Regions from separate parts of the Zea mays genome. Here region 2 is linked to region 1. A link is a contact called in public Hi-C data. All regions are on one chromosome and are shown on one strand. The core of a region is the stretch at or near the end of the contact, and the rest is flanking DNA. Distances in the headings are between cores, read along the strand shown.

Evidence for each region. A called contact is a pair of places that touch in the nucleus more often than the background predicts.
Region 2: a Hi-C map of tassel shows a contact between it and region 1, with 2.9 times the contacts expected there. The contact joins the promoter of LOC100193370 here to the promoter of LOC100279122 in region 1. A contact is called at or near these places in 2 of 25 Hi-C or Micro-C datasets (ear and tassel).

What each region holds. Positions count from the first base shown.
Region 1 is chr1:123,472,185-123,478,684 of Zm-B73-REFERENCE-NAM-5.0, forward strand. LOC100279122 reads right to left here and starts at 3,301. Exons shown (of 33, transcript NM_001350807.1): 1 at 3,042-3,301; 2 at 2,790-2,963; 3 at 585-680. The coding sequence starts at 3,197.
Region 2 is chr1:123,910,692-123,917,071 of Zm-B73-REFERENCE-NAM-5.0, forward strand. It overlaps LOC100193370, which reads right to left and starts at 2,802. Exons shown (of 2, transcript NM_001138500.1): 1 at 2,574-2,802; 2 at 1,670-2,476. The coding sequence starts at 2,781. The coding sequence ends at 2,019.

The DNA.
Region 1 (6,500 bases), core at 2,051-4,550:
GCTTCTCCCATGTTCCCGTAGATGCGGCTCCAGTGTGTCTGATATCTCTAGGTGTCCTCACGGCTAACAGAACAATGACCCATGCTCTGTACTGTAGCAGGCATCGACCCAAACAGCAGCCCTTATAAATGCCATTTCCGATCCAGGGCGATCTCTCCCAAGATACCACATTTCTAGTGGCAGGTTTAGGCCAATGTAATTACATGTGCAATCAAATAATCCATGTATTTGTATGTCATTAGTTAACTACAAAGTATCTTTCTCACAAAGTATCTTGAAGTCTGTGAGCAGCCTACTTTCAGCTACCTACTAGTGAGCAGTCCGCTTTCTTTCTCAATACATTTCTCTTTCTTCCACGTCACCAAAAATCTGACAAGCCATCTCTTGCAGCCGCCTACGTCACCTTATTATACTTGCTCTAAAGTAAACACACAAAATTGTGCCTGAAGTATGTCTTTTCTTTTTATTGCAATTTTCTTAAAACAACATGGAAGGATAGAGTGCAATTGCATAGAATCAAATGACAACTACACTACAGCATTGACATTGCAGTTTCTACAATCAACATCTTTTCAGAATTATACCAGATGAAGAAACTCCTCAGCATCAGCATCACGGATTGTTGGAGAGACTTCTGAAGATCTCTTGACCAGAATGTATGATTGCACTTCATCCAGGTTCTGGAGAGAATACAAAATTAGCAACACAGCAGAACTTTTTGTTTGAAAAGCAAAATACTAAGATAGTATATGGATGGTCCACAAAAAAAGCCAAATTTTGCATCAAATAGCAGAAAATATGGGATTTATCGAAATAATGATCATGCTAATACTATTCAACTTCTCAAAGCTTTATTGGACAAACACTCAGGAAAAAATGTGTACACCAAATGTTACAAATATATCATATTGTCACAAATATTTTGTACTGTCAAACAAATGATAGTAAACAATTTGAGAGAATCTTTAGGCTGACTATATATATGACAGTAACCAAGATTAAATTAAGAGAAGACAAACAATAATGTCTGTGCACTGCATGTTGAGGCAGAATAATAGCCATATCCTTAAGTGGATGGCAGGGCAAAGGTTGAATAACAAAAGGATCTTTCATGCTGTTATGTACATGTTGGCGGTGGCTTGCCCACGGCCGACGGGCCGAGCAAGAGGGAAGGGTTTCCCATAGGCCATAGTTATTAAGGCGGCAAGGCGAATTAAGGCGACCAACCCCCTTTTTAACTTTTAAGCGATAAGGCATAAGGCGAGGCGACGCCTTAATAATATATAAAAATAGATAATAGAAATAAAATATATAGAAATATAGTCTCATAGATGTATTACACTAGCAAATAGGGTCAAGTCAGTCCAAGCAGCTCATAAACCAGCCCAGCAGCCAACTTAGCCCGTCAAAATTAGGTTACCCACCCCACACCTGCCAGCCACTTCTTTCCCTTCCCTCCCATTCCTAGCTGCCAGGCTCTTCCCCCGCCCCCCCGCCGCCAACAGCCCAGCACTGAGCTCATCGCCGCCAGCACTGCTCTGTGCATGCTCGCCCCCTCTCCTCTTCCCCCCCCCCTCTATCTCGTCGCTAGATCTACTCTGGGCAGGCACCAGGCGCCTTCCAGGCCACCGGCTGCCAGCAACCGGCGCGGCCACTCAGGCGCCCCCTCACGACCACCTTTCCCTCCCTAACGCGGGTGCCAACGGGCAGAGCCCTCTCTCCCACTCGCATTCCGCTCGCCTTAGGCGCTGGGGTAAGGCGAGGCGGACGCCTTGTCTCGGCCAAGCGCTTTACCGCCTAGGCGACGCTTAAGCGTCGCCTTGAGGACGCCTTAATAACTATGGGTTTTCCTTCTTAATTCTTGCCTGACTAGATTGATAGGTCTCCTCTCCTTATATAGAGAGACTTACTTGACCCCTAAGCAAGCGACCCTTATCCTAACTAACCAAAATCGATCTAATTTATCTCTTCCCTTATCCTAAGTAACCAAATCAATCTAACTTATTATTTCCTTATCCTAATGGCTCCAATTGCCATAATACTTACTATGTCAATCAGTAGTCAGTGCTAATGAAAAATGAGACATCTATGTCAAATTGGAATATTGGATGGCCAAAAGGCCTTCCTGGTTGGCACTAAGATTTCCTGCAAGAATTTAGAGGGGGGGCATCCAGGAAAAAGTCATGGTAATGAACTAATGGAAATCCTGGGAAATTTCATTTCTACCGAGAGTGGCGTTAATACTTCTCATTCTAGTGGAAATCATATACTGGTGCCTTGGTGGCCCTTTTCCAATATTGATGTTAAACATGGCTAACTTCAGCGCTGAAAAATTTTGCTAAGACCATTTTAAATTAATGATGTCATCTGATAAATGATTATAACTACAAATATCTGCAGGCCAATATTTGAGATTTCAAAGCGTTCTGCGCTTCTGACTCAAAGTAAAAAATCAATCTAAGTTATGTCAATTACTCTGGCAAACCAGTAAGCATCAACGGGTATCCCTCAAAGAAATTGTATGGCATATTTGAGAGATCTATAATACTAAAATTCCAAGATCGAAACAAAAGGGGGGAAAACCTTGGTCACTACTCAGCATTCAAGCAATTCTACGGAATCTCAAGCCCCTACACTAGTCGACTTACGGGCCTACACAGTTTAGCTACCAAATACAAATTTAAGCTAAACATATGGGACTTCAGGAACTCAAAGAAACAGATATCTATACCCAGAATCTACTAATTATTATGTACATCCAATACGTGAGACAGGGGAAGCAAAATTACCAGGCATTTGCTTGCACGAAGCGCGGCCTCCTTGAGCTCTGGCTTGACAGTGAGGCGACGCTCCCCGACGGCAACCTCGCCAACTTCCAGTGCGCTCCTGGACGCGTCGTTCGGCTTCCCGAACATAGAGACCGACCCTCGGAGCCACGCGTGGTGGCTTTTGATCCGCTTAGCCTGCAGCAAAGGAAGCCAACTGTTACGACTGATGATTCTGCGAACGCGGCAGGCGGACTAGGGATTAACTGCACTTACGAGGGCATCCGGGACAGAGGGGCCAGCAGTGGCTCGGTCGAGGTCGTCGGAGAGGACGACGAAGGAGTCCCACCATAGCGATGCGGACAGGGTCTTGCTGGTGCCGGCGGCGTTGACGAGGATGGAACTGGATGTAGCCGCCCTGCCGCTCGCCATGGGCGGTGAGGGCTTAAGAAACCCTAGTTGCGGCGAGGAGGCGGGAAATGGACAGAGAGAGACCGCGGTGAGTGTAGCAGCTGAACGAGGGTTTTTCTGGGAAAGGAGACACAATGGAGGGAGGGCGGAGGGTTTAACAATGTGTCTAGCAATTCATTGTGGTTACCTAATATGTTCTACACCGTATATAGTGCATTATTTACAAATTAAAGTTTGAAATTTAGAAATAGGTAAGCTGCTGAAGATAGCTTAAGGATATATTTGTTCAAGATTATAATCTACTTCTAACTTATTTTGAACTAAATCTTATAAATAAGTTAGATTATATAATCTTGACAGTTTATAATCCCAAACAAACCGTCGGAACTTCCTTGCCCAGGAGCGTGAGCATGCGACCTGGCATAACGCCGAGAACTCTCGCGAGCAACCACTCCTTCCTCGCGACCTGCAGCCGGAGTTCACCCAGGCCCGTGGTTCCAAGTGTCACACCCGGTTTTAGAAGGCAAACCGAATGCAAACCATATATGTGTCAGGATTAGCAATTCACGTACACAACAGTTTAATAGTTGGACATCATCACACGGTGCTCGAATAATAACATAAAAAAGTATTAATTTGATTACATCATGATGTCCAAGACATCCACATAGTATTAAACATAGATCAGAGTGCGAAAACGAAACGTAGCAATACACGACCTTCACAGACATCCACATAGTCTTAAACATATATCATAGTCTTGGAACTACTTGAAATCCTCCACCATGACTTTATCTTCTCCTGAGTAGTGGTTGCAATGTGGGCAACCTGTGGGTTGTTGTTGTAAAGCAATGGTGAGTACACATCAACATACTCAGCAATTGTCCCGTTTGGCTGAGGTGGACTAGCTTTATGTGTGGTTAGGATTAAAGCAGTTGCTTTTAGTTGGTCAGGTAATGATTACTAGTAGAGAGCCATGTTTTAGCATTAAACCCAAGTTATTAGCACAAAATTACTCCTTCCAAACGGAAAGAATACCAGAAATTATAATCATAACCATCGAAACCATAAATATCATCATCATCATTTGTAATCATAGTATCTCTAATCAAAGGAGCTCTCAAGGTCGCTCATAACCGTGAGCACGGCTGATATATCAGTTTCATAACACTCTGTAGAGGTTGCACACTTTATCCATGAGCCGTGATTCCCTCTCTAGCCCGGGCTTGCAAGATCCTTGTTCACTCCCGAGGTGAATGGCCAGTGATTCACTACGAAGCCTTTACAAAGATTCCCTGAGGTTGTAGCCGGCCGTTAGGTTTTCTAAATATACCGCACTCCTCCCCAAGGGGCAAACCACCCTCGATGGAGCGAGCCACATACACCAAGCCCCATTGACGGCACGACGGCGAAGTAAACTACACCTCAGTTCCTCTAATTAATTAGTTAAGGGCGTCTCATACCACCCTCATGGTTGTACTGTTTTTTAGGGTGGTCATTGTAACGCCCTGAATTTGGTGGGTAGAATTTTTTCTTCTACTTACTCACCAAATTCAGACGTTACTCTCTTTCCTTTTCTCGTTTCGCTCCTTCTTCCTAATTTCAAAGCAATATAGTGACGGTGTCTATGTCATGTGTAAACAAAACCTAAATGTCATGGGTGTTGCATCATGCTGAAGCATATTTCTTTGTCCGATGTCGTGGTTAGTCGTGTGTTCGTCTCGTCCCGTTTCAGATTTTGGTTCGCGACCGGATTCCGATTGGTGGTTGTGTGTGTCGTGGACTTTGATCCGCGATGTGACCCAGCCCGGCCCAGTCCGGCCCGCGCGCCCCTGGCGCCCCTGCCCCCATGCGCGTGCCCCCCTCCCTTGGTCTCTTTCTCTCATTTGATTTCTCCCACGCAGTAACCTCCCTCTCCCTCTCCCACCTCTCCCTCTCTCTCCCTGTGGTGCCCTAGGGTTTGGAGACGGTGATCGCCGGAGTTTGGATCCCCGAGGTGAGCTTCCCCTTCCCTCTCCTTCCCTCTCTCTCCCTCCCCCTCCCTTTCTTACTCCCCTGGCCGCGCGCCCTCCCCCTGCCCGCGCGCCCTCCCCTGCCCGTGCCGTGCGCCCTCCCCTGCCCCGCCGCGTCCCCCTCCCCGGCGCCCCCCTCCCCAGCGAGCCCCGCCCCCGTCGCGCCCCTCCGCCGCGCGAGCCCCTCCTCGCCGCGGCCCCTCCCCGGCGCCCCTCCCTGGCGAGCCCCACCCCCGTCGCGCCCCTCCCCCCGCGTGAGCCCCTCCCCGCCGCGGCCCCTCCTGTAGGATCTAGGACACCGGCTAGAGGGGGGTGAATAGGCGGTTTTGACTAAAATAAAAAACACTAGGTAAATTTAATCAATATAACAAGAGTAATAATTCTCTAGTGACAACAAGTAAATAATGTATGAGAAACAACTACGTTGATTGAATACTTGAGGAACAATATGCAAAACACTAATCACTTGCAAGGCAATAAGTAATGCAAGAAGGTAGAGACACCGAAATTTATCACGTGGTATCGGTGATTTGCCGATCACCCCTAATCCACGTTGAGGTGGACTTCAAGCTCTCACTTGCTCCTCTATCAAGGCACGACTTGATCTTTGAGCCAAGTGGACAAGAAATCACTCAATACCTCGATTCCACTAATGTCACCTTTGCCGCTCGGCGAGGTAGGCGCGAACCCCTCACAATCAACACCGCGGCTTCTCCACAATCTTCTTGGAGAGCTCGACGGAGACAATCACCCGAGCCGTCTAGGAGGCGGCAACCTCCAAGAGTAATAAGCCAATGACGCTTGCTCGGTGTACCACCTAGTGCCTCAAGAATCACCGAATGATGCAAATGCACTAGGAACTCTCAATCTCTCACTAGAATGCAATCTCAAGCAAAGAGTGTGAGAGAGTGAGTTGGAGGATCACAAATAAGCTCAATGTGTGCAAGGAATGGCCAAGAGAGCTCTCTCACACGAGCTACCCTTCTATTTATAGACCCCCATCAAAATCCAACCGTTATGTGCAAAAAGCACCAGTTCTGCGCACACGCGGACGGTCCGCGCCCTAGGGCCGGACGGTCCGCCGTACATATAACGGCTATAATTCTCGTTTGAAAACTGTCAGAGCTGTCAGAAAAGGTGGATCCGAACAGTCCGCCCTCCAAGGCCGGACCGTCCGCGACCTGGAAGCTTGAGGTACACGAACCATAACACGGGCGGACCGTCCGCTTATAAGGCCGGACGGTCCGCGACCTGAGACAGTACTGTCCGGACTAGTCCCCCGGACAGTCCGTAGTACAAATCTACAAAATCA
Region 2 (6,380 bases), core at 1,552-4,051, 440 kb after region 1:
AGTGCTGCCTGCAAGGCCCTGCTCATGTCCGGTAGTGTCGTGGGACGTGAGAAGGCCCAGGGGAAGAGAGAAGGGGTGGAGATCCTGGCGGCGTGCAACTCGGCAAGAAAATACATTTGAGGGGTTGAGCCTCTTGGCGACATGTAGCTCTGCAAGAAGAAGCAGCTTCGTGGCCGGACGGCCGCGCTGACGCGCGAACGTTGAGGAAAAGGATGGGGTTTCTGGCGACGTATAGAAAGGCGAGAAAAGGCTTTTGATGGGATGGGGTTCCCGGCGCGGCGATGTACAACTGGGTGTGAAGAACCGATGTCGTGACCAGACGATCGCGCCACCATCATAGGGGAGGGAGAGGGAGGGGGTGCTCATAGCTGTGGCTGCGCAGACGTCGCGATGACGTCTAAGGAGAGAAAGGGGGCCACAGGCTATCCTAGCGGCGCAACGAAGTTTGGGGAAGGGGAGTGAGGTTCCTGGTGGTGTGGATCATATTCCTCGTCATTCCGGTATTTTCTGGAAGAGTGTGTAGAGGCGGCTTGGGCAAACTGAGAGGCAACTTCGTCCGTTGATGGAACAGCTTGTGTACGATATTTTTTTGCCGACGTGGACGAATGCCTGCGCGCATTTGCGTCCCGCTTTGTAGAGTAGTAATGGGTATCTGATACCCGACGGATATGGACACGAGTACAAAATTTACCCACGGGTATAACTGTGGGCGAGCATGAGTAATCTCTGAGGATATGATCGCAGACGGATATTTACTCTATCAGATCCAAACCTGATCTAGATCCAACTGGCACATGATAAGATTCAACTACCTGCAAAGGCGTGCTCTATAGTCTGGAACAACTAATAAAAAATGTGGGACAAATAATAATACAGAAAATAAATGATTAATTTAAATTTTAAAATGTTGAAATATGAATAAAACAACTCAATAAAATAAAACAGGGAAATTAGAAAAAAAAGAAAGAAGAGAAAACTCAACCTACCTCGAACGTGAGACATCGGAATTCGAAAATTGTGCTCCGCGTAATCTCGTGGATGTACGGCGCTCGTTGCGCACTCCTGGGCTGCCGTGTGCTCCTCATGGGCCGGGCTCTTGTGGGCTGCCGCTCATTCATCGCATACGCTCGCTGGTGGGCACTGTTCTCGGGTTATAATCTCTCCAAATTATATAATTCAGCGCAAATAATACAACAAGTAAACAAATATCTATATTATGATTTTAGATTATATAATCTAAATCCTAGATTATGATAATCTCATAATCTACTCAAAAGTAGCTTATTTGAGATTATTTTTGGCAAGACCCACTATTCATGGTTATGTAAATAAAATTACAATATATGTCATCCCTTTTTCTCACCTCAAATAAACAAATAAGGGTACTATTGTCTTTGTAAATAATCTACATTTGTATAATATAGACTACCAAACAGATACATGTAGATTATAATCTGTATTGTATAATTTAGATTATAATCTAGATTATATAATCTATAAGCTGAAACAAACAAGCCCTAAGTATATGGTAATTTTTTTGTACTAGCTAGTTTTAGCAACTTTTTCTTGCTAAATCTTTGGCATGACAACTTTTATAAGTCCATTAAGACCTAGTTTAGGTACTCTAGTATTAAGCTCAACCCACATGTATTGAGGTGAATTGGAGTATAACTTAAACTAATTTATATATCAATCCACTTCAACACACGTGGATTAGAGTTAATATTACAATACCTAAACAAAGTCTAAGGTGTATTTTGCAGTACAGGGAAGACGACCATTGGAATTTTGCTTAGAAAATGGAATTGTTTTCACTCTGTGTGACCGCACACCAAAAAAAAACCCTCATAATAAATAAAGAAACAAAGAAGGGTTTTTTTAAGGAAACACACATGATACTACAAGCAGCGTAAGCTCTCTCCAGGCAATTGATATAACAGAAGGCGATTGCTGGTTTGAGTCCATCCGCAGCTAGAAATGAGAAGCTTATTCAAAGCAGGGTCCGAGCCCTCAACCAGCTAGACTCCATTTGGATTTTGTCTCCCCATGGGGGTTCCGGTTTCCTTTCTTGCGGTCGAGGACCTTTGGTTGGTACTGCTCTCCTCGTTTTGACGGGGCTCGGGCGGGGGCTTGGTCGCCCCCATCATCACGGCGCGTTCGCCGGGGCGTTGCGGGTTCTTGTGGACGGTGACCTCCAGCATGCCGGCCTTGAGATCGGCCGTGACGTTGCTGCCGTCGTACTCCTTGGTCAACAGCAGCCGGATGTGGAACGCGCCGACGCCGTGCGCGTCCACGGGCGCCGGCTGCTGTGGGGCGACGACCCTGCGTTTGATCTCGAGGACGTCCTCGCTGGTGGTCACCTCGATGTCGCTCGCCGACAGCCCTGGCACCTGGAGCCACAGCGTGACGCGGTCATCTTCCTCCTTGATGTCCCACCGTTCCTTGCCGTCCGGCGGGGGCACGGGGCACAGCAGAGCTGAAACGCATGCATGCTCTTGTGCGTAAGCTGCTTAGCACGCATTATTATATTGTTGCATAATGATGCTAAGTGAAATGGAAGTGCATGTACTCACCAGTGGGCGGGATGTTGAATGCCGCCGGCCGTTCTTTCTCCGGGAGCGCACAGGTCACGGTGAGTGCCCGCCGACGGCATTTCACGGAAGCAGAAAGCCGCAACGCCGCCACCGTGGGCCTCCAAGAACCACGGGCTCGCGTCAAGAGTGAGGAAGCCTGCAGGACCGGCGATGCGCTTACGGCGACGGCGGTGCTGTAAGGTCCCATAATGGTCGACGTTTATCTACGCTGGCTTTGAGGGGTTGTATCGTGTCAAAGCAGAGCGTTTATATAAATCTACAGACGGCTAGGAGGAGACACTGCTAGGCTTTAGTGGCCTTTGCTTGGTCGGGTGTGATGGAATAAAGCGGCGCGGCTTGCCAGGCAAGCACGCTTTGGTCTGGTACGAAAAGTTGAACTTGATGCTTGACAGACGAGGTGGAAAGATGCCGATCTTGCAGCCCGAATGAATGGACATTTCCTTTTTGTTTTTACTTTGCTCGATTTGCTTCATGAGTAGGAAGATCATGATTCGTTCCATCTGTCCTTGTCATTGTGTTGCTTCATAAGTTCTCCCATGCACTCTCACTAGTTATGCTCATCACTCATGTATTTTCTGTATTAGAGAATCGATAAGCAGTTTTTAAATTTAGCAATTTGATACTTTCTCTGTTTTTCTATTTGTCATGTTTTAGTTTAAAAATAAGCTGGCGGTCATTAAATATTCGAAAACGGAGGTAGGATTAGTTAGAGTTGGACGTGAGACTAATCCTCTTAGATTCAACACAGGAGCATCTAGTCATGGTTGATGGCTCCAAACAATACTAAAGGTCACTCTTCAATCCTAGTTACATATGGCCACCAATCGAAAATAAATGCTATGTGTCCCTTAATCCTAGTTGGTGGTTTCAATCGGTATTAGAGTGACCTTTAGTTTTGAACCAAGCTATTAACTAGTACTAATTAAATGTCTGCATATATATACACCTTCCATCACCCCCTAACTCGAGTCATTCAGAACAATTTTTGAAGCTCCCTATTCTCTTGCTTTGCTCTTGCTCTCGAACTATTTGTGAAGAGTCTATTTCTCCATTCATTCTAGGCTCTAAAGGTTAGTAACTTCATCGCTGTCGGTGTTTGCTCCCAAATGCGCACTACGGGCCCACGTAATGCTTTTGGTAGGACGGCGACGTCGATCACTGCTCAATGGTACGTGCGGTGGCACATCGGAATACAGGGAGTTTATACAGGTTCGGGCCACGTGAATGCTTACCTTCGTCCTGTGCTGAGTATTGCATTGATCTAAGTTCAAGATTACAAGATGCGTCTTCTGAATAATCTGGCGTTTTGCTGCACATAGGACATGTCTTATGATTTCAGGCGATTCCTTCGCGTGACATTCGCATGGTTGGTACGCTTGCCGCACACAGGACATGTCTTATCATGCCTTTGAGGCCCACTATGTGCCCTACTAGACGACTTATTGGGGGTCTCTTTGGCAGTCCATGGAGTGCATCTGCACCTTATTGACCCATGGGATATGTATCTCCCACAAGCCTCGAGGTTGAAGCCATTTTTTAGGGCAATTGGCTCAAAACTCTAAGAATGAACTCTGTCACCTAATTTTCTTTCTTGAACGCAACTTATTTTTCCCATGCTTTGGTCTATTGGGTGCACCGTAGGTGCACCCAATGGGTGTAGCCCTCGAGCTTCGAGTTGATTTGAACAACAATCGACTTGGAGGTCTTAGAGATCTCTTTACTTCAGAGGAACATATTATTGGTTTGATTCTTAAGTAGATCGAGTTCCTGGCTAAGTGGTATTTAGCCAACTGAATTTGGCTTTATGGAAGTTCGGTCGAATGAAACTTTAGCCGACTAAGACCTATTCGGCTAGGACGTGTTTGGCCAAAGTCTGCTAAAGTTGTCGACTGAGTTCAACCGATAGAGGCTCAGTTGACTCAGGTTTGACCAACCAACTCCTGTCAAGCTTATGTTTTTCATTTAGTGAGGCACAATTATGTTGCTAGTATTTCTTGGATTAGAGTTTTCCAGAAAGCCCAGACCTAGCACCCAATGGGTGTGTATGGTGTCTTATTCGCATAACAGTTTATTGAAGTGACATGATGTAATGATGCGTGTGAGCAGTTCATTTACTGACCTCCGATGCCGTGTTATGCCATGTTTTGCCAGAAGCGTGTCGTTTCTTGGAATTTTAAACGACTCTTGATGGCTTGTGATTGTTCGTTGTACGGATATAAGACGAAAGGGCATCCTTCTACTTCTTTAACTAAGCCAACCGTCTGCTGTGCATTTCTTCACTCGTCTTGGCTCTCCTTTTCTCCATAGTCCTTTTCTCCACCAGAAATCCCTAATGACGAGAAGCATGGATGGCAAGGGCAAGAAGAGAGGCAAGGGAGGCAAAAATGACAAGAGGAAGTATCCTCCGACTTCGCTATTGGAGGACTTCACTGACTTTGAGTACTCAGAGGAGAAATCCTCCTCCGAGGATGAGAGGACCACGCCGCCGATTCCCCCCTTGTCGTCATCCGTCTGTACGGATGACTCCATGGGGCTTTCTGCATTGGAGAGAGCCTACATCCGGGCCATCAAGCGAGCAAGGCTCGATGGCCCGGATGACTCCAAGGAGAAGGTGGACTCCATGGAGGAGGATGGGTATGAGGGCAAAAAGGGCGACAAGGTCAGCGGCGGTAGTGACAAGGGCGACTGTAAGGAAAATGGACCTCGGGTCATTTGGCCAAAGAATTTTGGTGTTTGATGATCGATATAACCTATGGACTAATGTGTTTGCTAGTATTTGCATTGGTAGTTCACTGGATGAGAAGAGGATTGGACTAAGAAATTGAGGATGCAACACCTCAAAAGAAGACATAAAAGAAGCATATAAGTCCAAAACTCAAGAACAAAAGAAGCCCAAGGAAACAGCGAAGAAATCCATGAAGTGGGCAGTCAGCCAGTGCACTCGTGGCGCACCGAACAATGAATAGTAACCTATCCAGTGTGCACAGGACTGTCCGGTGGGACACTGCATAGTCTGCGCAGAGGGGCCCATAACCAGGCGCTCTCGGGCTATAACACCGGACTATCTGGTGTGCACCGGACAATCTAGACAATGGTCAGATCCAACGGTCGACTGCTACAGACCCCAACGGTCGGCTGACATGGCAGGGCACCGTGCAGTGAACAGTGCATGTCCGGTGTGCACCGGACTGTCCGCTGCGCTCGTCAATAGAAAGCTACTGCTTCTATCCAACGACTATAATTATGGGGAGAGGCTATAAATACCTCCCAACCGACCATTTCAATGTGTGGGAGCCCAAGCAACATACCAAGGCATATTATAGACATTCCCAAGTGCTCAAACACTCAAGTGCTTAATAGAATCACTTGGTGATTAGCACAGGTGCTTTGCGAAGTGCTTAGGTTAGTTAGACCGCTTATGCGCTTGCTCTAGGTGAATCCTAGTTAGTTGAGTGTGTTTAGAAAAACCACACAATCCTCGGCTCTTGTGCGAGCTATTGTAATTGTACCGAGTGGGGCGAGAGTCTTGCGAGACCGTGACAACCGTGTTTGTGTCACGGTCACCACTGTGTACCGAAGGGAACGAGTCCCACGATGTTTTAGCCGAAACCTCGATAGTGGAGATGGCAGGGAGCGTCCAAGAGGATCCGGAAGCGGAGCACCACTTGCGCGTGGAAAAGGCCCACGACTCTCTACGGAGTTACTCGTCCGAGGTGCTTGGCCCTCACGTGGGCTTCCCTTTGCGTAGGGGCACCAAAGAGGATTAGTCGAGACCTTGCATTGTTT